Linked DNA regions of Mus musculus: regions 2 and 3 are each linked to region 1. Evidence: chromatin contacts called from public ChIA-PET and Hi-C data. All regions are on one chromosome and are shown on one strand. Each heading gives the region's core, a stretch centred on a gene start, on an enhancer-like site or on the middle of the called end of the contact. The rest is flanking DNA. Distances are from core to core; before and after follow the strand shown.

What was found. A called contact is a pair of places that touch in the nucleus more often than the background predicts. ChIA-PET counts read pairs in DNA pulled down with a chosen protein or histone mark.
Region 2: a contact with region 1 is called in a Hi-C map of cerebral cortex, with 2.6 times the contacts expected there. The contact joins two enhancer-like sites. A contact is called at or near these places in 1 of 39 promoter capture datasets (macrophages), 29 of 484 Hi-C or Micro-C datasets (the Ba/F3 cell line, the CH12 cell line, the P5424 cell line and 10 more) and 2 of 115 datasets of contacts at active chromatin or transcription factors (both in embryonic stem cells).
Region 3: a contact with region 1 is called in an RNA polymerase II ChIA-PET map of effector CD8 T cells, with 42 read pairs. The contact joins two enhancer-like sites. A contact is called at or near these places in 7 of 484 Hi-C or Micro-C datasets (the G1E-ER4 cell line, the N1E-115 cell line, Th1 cells and 3 more), 3 of 115 datasets of contacts at active chromatin or transcription factors (effector CD8 T cells, embryonic stem cells and large pre-B cells) and 3 of 9 other capture datasets (adipose tissue, liver and pancreatic islet).

The regions. Positions count from the first base shown.
Region 1 is chr11:21,173,330-21,175,934 of GRCm38.p6, forward strand. No RefSeq gene overlaps it. Among named protein-coding and RNA genes, the nearest start is that of Vps54, 64 kb to the right of the region's middle. Within about 2 kb of position 1,307, at least 121 of the 459 cell types and tissues checked have an H3K27ac peak or open chromatin away from gene starts, as enhancers often do. A contact at or near this core is called in Th1 cells, Th17 cells, cerebral cortex and 1 more, where this site is marked.
Region 2 is chr11:21,009,848-21,012,452 of GRCm38.p6, forward strand. No RefSeq gene overlaps it. Among named protein-coding and RNA genes, the nearest start is that of Peli1, 80 kb to the right of the region's middle. Within about 2 kb of position 1,279, at least 25 of the 459 cell types and tissues checked have an H3K27ac peak or open chromatin away from gene starts, as enhancers often do. A contact at or near this core is called in cerebral cortex, where this site is marked.
Region 3 is chr11:21,302,518-21,305,122 of GRCm38.p6, forward strand. All of the region lies in intron 12 of Vps54 (VPS54 GARP complex subunit), which reads left to right. Among named protein-coding and RNA genes, the nearest start is that of Mir1933, 41 kb to the right of the region's middle. Within about 2 kb of position 1,309, at least 17 of the 459 cell types and tissues checked have an H3K27ac peak or open chromatin away from gene starts, as enhancers often do. A contact at or near this core is called in Th1 cells, Th17 cells and effector CD8 T cells, where this site is marked.

The sequences.
Region 1 (2,605 bases), core at 57-2,556:
CTGTCCTGGCCCAAAGTCACATTCCTGCCAAGTTTCTAGCCCCCAAAGCTCTCCACAGTTAAAAGCTGGGCAAGGTGGCACACACTTAAAATTCCAGTACTGGTGAGATAGCAACAGATCTCTGGGACTCAGCTACAGTGAGCTTAACCTAACAGGTGAGCGCCAAGTCACAGGTGAGAGACCCTATTTCCAAAACAAGGAAGGGCTCCTCAAGTTGTACTCTGACCTTCACATGCATATACATATGTATGTATGTGCACACATAGACATAAATACACATAGATTCAGGGGAACATCTGCACTTAAGCATATTTAAGTGTACATAAGTACATTCAAATGCTGACTATGGAGTCAGCCTTGATGTTTTGAAATGCTGCTTCTGCTGAAGATAAAAGATAAAGCAAAATAAGATAGAGAAAAAAAAAAACCAAACCCTGGGTCAGGGAGGTCATGTGACATGATCCTCAAGAAGTGAGGAGGGGTAAGTCAAGTCTAGTACTCAGTCCAAAAGAACTGGAGAAATAGATCGATCGATCTATCTATCTAGCCCCATCTATCTCTCTTGACATTTATCCACATGGATGGGATGTGTGGGCTATGCTTTGAGGCAATCAATGTAAAAGCTTTAAGAGTGGGATCTAAGCCTCATCCAAGCCTAGTCCTTCTATGTTTCAGAGATGCTTGAACAAAGCACACATCCACAGGATGCTGAGAGTGGAAATACAAGAACTGTTGGACAACTCCTGTAAACCAAAGCTCACATGTAAAGAACTAGAAATGCAGTGGGAACTAGAAATGCAGGGTAGGGGTGACTCGGGGACTGACGGACTGGGTGGGGGCGCTGTGCTGTTTCACACCAGCAAGACAAGCTTGGTTATTTATATCAAGCAAAGAGTCAAGTTATTTAAAATAATATTAATTATGAAAAAAGGGCTACAGAAGACCCGCAGATAGGTCCAAGGATTCTGCGGAGGTCATTAGTTGGTAGTGGTACGCTACCTGCTATTGTCAGGCAACAGAGAATGCCTGCCGGTATATATGGTCTCCAGATCGGCTTGTTTTCTTAAGTGGACTGATCTAGGATTTGTTTCAAGTTCTCAGCCAAACAAGCACAAGGGTCTGGTTTGATTCCAGAACTTTCTTTTTGAGGCTGCCAGGACTCTTGCAGCAAAGGAGGGTGTGAGCAAAGCTGCCTGTCTTGTTTCTCAGAAGGCCGGCTTGGCCGCAATCCTCCCACGGCCTCCCCTGTTGTTGCTTAGTCTTCTCACCTTGGCCTGTCTGCTGGGCAGATGCTGAACGGAAGTCACGTGACCTTTGTTTTTTCTCAGCTGTGAGACAAGAACTCCAAACAGGAAATGGTGGTTTTAAACAGAAGTCTAAGAGGTGGGCTTGGTGGGGAGGGGCCAGAGCCTTGATGCTTTGAAGTTCTACTGTCTCTGGTGCTTCTGAGCTTTTGTACTTAAAATTCCTGTCTTTTCAAATCACTTTCATTAAAGTAAATGGTCCTATAAACTCAGGGTACTTAGATATTGGAGAATGTGTTTGACTATGTTGAACTCACAGAAGGATTCAACTGAAACATCAAGAAATTCTTTAGAAGTACACCAAATTTAATTATGAAAAACTAACTTTAAATGTATATAAACTTTAATAAACAGCCTAGGAGTAGCAGTGCATACCTGTAATCCCAGAACTCTAGGGTTGACTCAGGACGATAGAGTTGAAAACCAGAACGAGCTATATTGTGAGAGTTTGTCTCAAATTTAAATAAAAACATATAAACTTTGAAATGCATAACTTCCTTAAAGCATATGAAGACACAGTACTAATCAAAAATTACCACAGAATCAAGACAGGCAATTCCTGAACAGTCTCCATGTTGTGCACATGCGTAGCATCCTCAGACACAGCATGCCTGCTTACAGAGTCTTGTCTTAGAAGAATAGGCATGTGTCATAGCTCCAAAAACACTCCGCTCGTTATCTTCATGCCACGTTTATTTGTGTTTCGAGACTGCATCATGTTAATTGATGATAAAAGTGACACTGTGATTTACGGACTTTCTTGTCTTTTGTCTCTGAAGTGTAGGACATAAGAGCCATGGACCCAAAACAGAAGAGTTTCATTTATAGGTAAACCCAAAGTTCCTAGACACTGGGCTCTCTGTCTTTGTCTCTGTGTCTCTGTGTTTCTGTCTCTTTCTCTGTCTCTCTCTATGTCTGTTTCTGTCTCTCTCTGTGGTGTGTGTGTGTGTGTGTGTGTGTGTGTGTGTGTGTGTGTGTGTAGACTCATGTCAGGATATCTTCCTCAACTGCTTTTCCACTTTCATGTTTGAGCTGGGAGCTCACTGGACCAGGAGATCATCACTTGGGCTATAGTGACTAGTCACAGAGTAAAGGGTATGCACTGCCATGCTGGGATTTTTTTGTAGGAGATGTCTGGGGATCAGAACTAAGGTCCTCACACTTGTGTAGTGTGCACATTAGCCACCATCTACCCATCCCTGGTTAATGTCCCTTTTAAGCCTTAAAATTAAGTTCTATAAGTTCTTGAAGTTGACTAAAGTATTTAGCACTCAAAGCAATTTTTGAGATTAGTGTTAAAG
Region 2 (2,605 bases), core at 29-2,528, 160 kb before region 1:
CAAGGCAAAGGTACAGCCAACTGACCACCTAGAGGGGCTAGGCCAGGCAAGTGTGTGACAGCATGATGAGCATATGGCGCTTGCCTTTAATCCCAGCACTTGGGAGGCAGAGGCAGGTGGCTTTCTGAGTTCAAGGCCAGCCTGGTCTACAGAGTGAGTTCCAGGACAGCCAGGGTTATACAGAGAAATCTGGTCTCGAAAAACCAAAAAAAGAAAAAACGGGGGAAAAAAAAAAAAAGGTGTCAAATCACCGGATAGTGAGGGTGGGAGCAAGAAGGGCAGAGAGTGTGGTCTGCAGCACAGCTTAGGGCTCAAGTAAGCATAGCGTTCTCAAATTGCCCAGGGCCCATGCTTCCTCACCGTGACAGCATCCCAGCGCCACGGCTGGACTCCCTCTGCTTTCTCTCTGGGTCCAGCCTTTCTCCTTATTTGCTGGATACCATTTATTGGCCCTTCGACTTCTGATACGACTCCAACTTCAGTAGTATTTGCCCCAGATGGTTTCCACTGTGACATTCCCCTGTTTGGGGCCAGGTTTGTCCATTCAAAATATAAATTAATAAGAAGGAAGATGAGGGTGTAGCTTGGTAGTAGAGCTCTTGTCTAGTATGTGCCTAGGCCCTCGGTTCAATCGCCGGACTAAATGCTTTGCTGCTTGTGGGGCAGAGTTAAGCATTTCTGTTGAGACTCATTTCCTTTTCAGACCAAATCCATATGGTAGGTGGTAACAACAGATGAAGAAGCAGAGGGTAATGGCGCCACATTCACGGAGCTTCTAAAGTGGGCAAGCAGGATTCTGAATTCAAATGTCTGACTTTTAATTACTGTGCTATACTAAATAAAGAATGGGGTGGGGTAGGTTGGGGGTGGGAATAAAGACAATATAGTTTCGAGATCTAAAATAAAGAAATGTGCAGAGCAGTTGTGATCACAAGAGCAAGGAGATTTGTAAAGCTGGAGGTGCCACTGAAGGAGAGAGACCTCCAATTATGCGCACAGGCACATCTCCTTCTGTTAACTGAACAAACTCAGAGAGAAGAGATGTCTGAATTTTCTGGGTAGAATTTGCCTTGCACTGTCTGGTGGGTGGAGTGGGGATTTGAAGCCTCTTCAACTGCAGCACCTAGGCCCTAAGTCAGGAAGGACCCAAGCGCTTGGGCCGTGAGAGGCAGCAGGGAGGATGTCTGAAGTCAGCAGAGCTCACAAAACAAGAACTGCGAATGCTTTGGCCCATCCTTTCCCAGGCTCCCAACTGCCAGAAACTCACTGGCAGGCCGGGCCCCACACTCTTATGAATATTCATGACTGCCCCAAAGCCGCTTGGCTGGGCAGGCTCCTAACTCCAGTCTACCATCTGACCCCAATGCTTTGAAGGCTATGAATGCGGCCCAACACAGAATTGCGAACATTTTGAATTTCTAAAAGTGATCTTCTTTTTGCGGGTTCTGTTTTGTTTAATTTTGGTTTTGTGTTCTGCTACCTGAATTTTGTAAATGACAAGATGGCGTGTCAATGCCAAAAGTTTGGACACCCCTGCTCGGGGTTCAAAGACCTAAGAGTCTTCTGACAGGGAGTTAGAAGGAAGGAGGGAGCTCTTTTTTGAAGACTAATAGAAGAGCACACAGTGTGGACTTAGAGTGAAGTCTGCAACTGCTAAGCTAAGGGCCCCCCTTTATGAAGGTCACTCCCTGCATGTATGGTGCAGAATCATGAGAAACAGACAGGCTACTCACTGGGGCTTCTGTGCTGTCTTTATAACTCACACATGTGGCTAGACATGCATTTCAACTTCTGCAGGCTCTATCCCACCTGATACAGGGTTGAGACATTGGTGTCAGTCCATGTTACAGACTATCCATTTTTTAAAACCGTTAAAGAAGCAACCAGATGGACCATATATTAATACTTGTATTTTGTTTTCTTGATTTTGACTGATGGAGAGATCTTCCAGCACTGATAACATGAATGTAGAGTAAATGCATTTCACTGGTTTGAGGTACACAGCAGGCTTTGGGAGAGGCAGAGCCACTGTTTTCTGTTGTTGTTGTTGTTGGTCTTAAGAGTTCACTTAACAGAAATTACTGGAAACTTTCTTAGTGCATCTACTCCATTATTTCCTCCATTAAGAGAGAGGTTCTGCGTCTTGCTTACAAACTGGAAATGGAAGAAATTACATTATAAAAGGAAAACCAAAGAACAGTGAAGGCTGCAGTATGAAAGCAATTAGCTTCCCCACCCCACAGCCATCCCAGAACAGATACACAGCACTGAGCAGCCGCTGAGATGTTACGGCAAGTGGGGCCAGAGTCAGACAAGGAGCATTAGACAAATGTTCCAGGAATGTGAACACTAGAAGTTATAGCCAAGGTCACCATTATTCCTAGCAGAATTCCAGCTGGGACAGTTAAACAAGAAACTAGTTTTTAAAAAAAATTAAAAGATGACGAACCAATAAGGATTTACAGAGGTGGATGAGGAAGAGGTGAGGCGGGAGTGATGGATGGCTCAGTGGTTAAGAGCACTTCTTGCTCTTCAAAGAACCTGGGCTCAATTCTTAGCACCCACATAACAGCTCACAACTGTATATAACCGCAGTTCCAGCCCA
Region 3 (2,605 bases), core at 59-2,558, 130 kb after region 1:
ACTGTAAAATACACATAACTGGGCATTCTCAGTTAAGGTTATAATTCAAGAGGAAAAGACTGCAGAAGGGAAGGCCCTGGACACACCAGTCTGCCCTGTAAAAGCAGAAGCGGGAAGGTTCTCTGGGTTTTTAGCCTCATGTGCATTTGCTCATTACTTAGAGTCCTGTCAGGAAGAGTTCCATTGCCTCACATCTTCATTCACTCCCCTCACTCTCCCCATTTGGTAGTCTTGTACATGTTGGCTGCTCGGAGTCTAGGTTGCAACTGTAGGAGTTTTAGTTTTGTCCTGGTTATTGGTAGGAGAACACCTTTCCGTGTACTTACTGTCCCTTTTGATAGCTTCTCCTGGCAAGTGTATAAAGAGGGTCTTTGCCTGTCTGCCCCCCCCTCCCTCCCTCTTCCTTTCTTAGTGATTTGCTGGAGTTGCTTGTGTAAGCACATGTCTGCTCTCCAACCATATTGCAAAATCATCTACCACTTTGTGAATTCCTACTTCATTCTCTAGTTAAGGTCTTTTTGGTTAAAAAAGGCTATTAATTTTAAATATGTCCCTTTGACAATTAGATTGACAGTTTCTCTGTAATTGTTTTGTATCATGCAAGATTTTCTTCCTTTTTTTCCTCCTATACCTAGATAATCCTTTAGCTCATTTAGCTAAAATGCCATCTTCCTTACTGTTCTGTATGTAGTACCACTGTTGCTATAAACCAGATACTCAGAGAAGTGTGTAGTCATTACAGTTCATTCCTTCGTTCGTTTGTTCTTTCTTTTTTTTTTTTTTTGTTTTTTTGTTTTTTTGAGACAGGGTTTCTCTGTGTGGCCCTGCCTGTCCTGGAACTCACTCTATAGACCAGACTGGTCTCGAACTCAGAAATCTCCTGCCTCTGCCTCCCGAGTGCTGGGATTAAAGGCGCCACCACCATGCCCGGCTATCATTACGTTTCTTATTCTGTGATAAAGCACCATGTTCACTGCAGTAGGAGAGAGTTGACCTGGCATGAGGGAGGCCCTAGCTTCACTCTCCATCTTGCTCTTGTTTTTTAGGAACATGGTCTAGAATTTGTACTTTTTACTGTCACTTCCACAGCAGAGGCTAGGATGTGACATATGACTCGCTCTGTAAAAGAGCTTGAGAACTAGAGTCTTTAGTTAGTTGTCTGTCTGTCAGTTAAAGATACTTGTGCAGCTAAAGCCGTTACTGTGGCAGGGGAGAGAAGTATTGAAAGCAGCTAGCAGCTTGCTGTGACATTTGACAGTCTTAAGCCTGCATCACAGTTGTTTATGTGGGTTTATTTCCTGTCCTCATTGTCTGTCACTTTAGAATCTTCTCTGGCATTCCTTCATTGCATGTTACCACAGGATGAAACATAGGCACTGTCTATGGTTCTGCTTATGTTCAGCTTATACACCAGTGCCTGAAAGCTTGCCACTCAACTCGGAGGTGACAGGGAAGTTAAAAGCAATTAAACTCAAAGAGCTTTTCTAAGGAAAAATTACAGCTAATTAAACAAGATCTAAGAACATTCACACTTTTGGTTAGGCCACTGCAGTATTTAAAAACTTTTTATTTACTGTTTTCTGTTTATGTCTTTGTGAGTTAGTAGCATATGGCTAAGGGTTCTAAATTCATTAGTGATTCTGTTACATGGCAAATTTTTAGTAATCCTTTAGAAAATAAGACCTCATTTCAGTAGGAAATTTGAACATCTAAATGAGCATTTTTTGGTTGGAATTGGCATTAGTACCAGACTGTTTTTATATAAATAAGTGTTTTGAGCATTGGAGAGGAAACTCAAGTCAGCAAAAAGAGTTTTACATCTGAACACAGGTCATACGTTGGATGTGGAGGTGTGCTCTTGAGATCGAAGTGCTGAACAGGCAGAGGCATGGAAATGACTAGCCAACTTGCCTAGCCAACTTGCCTAGCCTACTTGCTGAGCTAGTGTGAGGCTCTGTGTCATAAACGAGGTAAATGGTCCCTGAGGAAGGAAACCAAAGGTTGCGTTCTGGCTCCATTTGTACCCACTACATCTGTCCCGTCCCCCTAATCCCTGAAATTATGGAACAGAGGAAGTTTAATGAATTAGAGACCAATTCTAGATTTTGGTCTTTCTCTCTTACTATTGCAGCTGTGGGTTGATCATTTAAACTACTGAGGGCCACAGTCTACCTGACTCAGTAAAATTATACAAGACTGTTTTGAGAATACCTTAAGACTATTAACCCTGCTGTTATTCTAAGACACTAGTAAATAGGTTTAGCGATATAATTTTGAGGGATAATAAACTTTCTTCAATATCATAACCCAGTAATATAAATCAGAGCCTGCTAATAATAACTTTGAAAATTGTCTTATTCCATCGAAAGGGCTATAAATGACACAGGCACTTAACTTGGCTTATTATGATGCTAAAGAATTGTTGGCATAGAATAAGTGGCATTTATTTATTTATTTTATTTTATTTAGACAGGGTTTCTCAGTATAGCCCTGGCTGTCCTGGAACTTGCTTTGTATGCTAGGATGTCTTTGAACTCAGAGATCTGCCTACCTCTGCCTATTGAGTGCTGGGATTAAAGGTGCATGCTACCACTGCCAAGCTCTG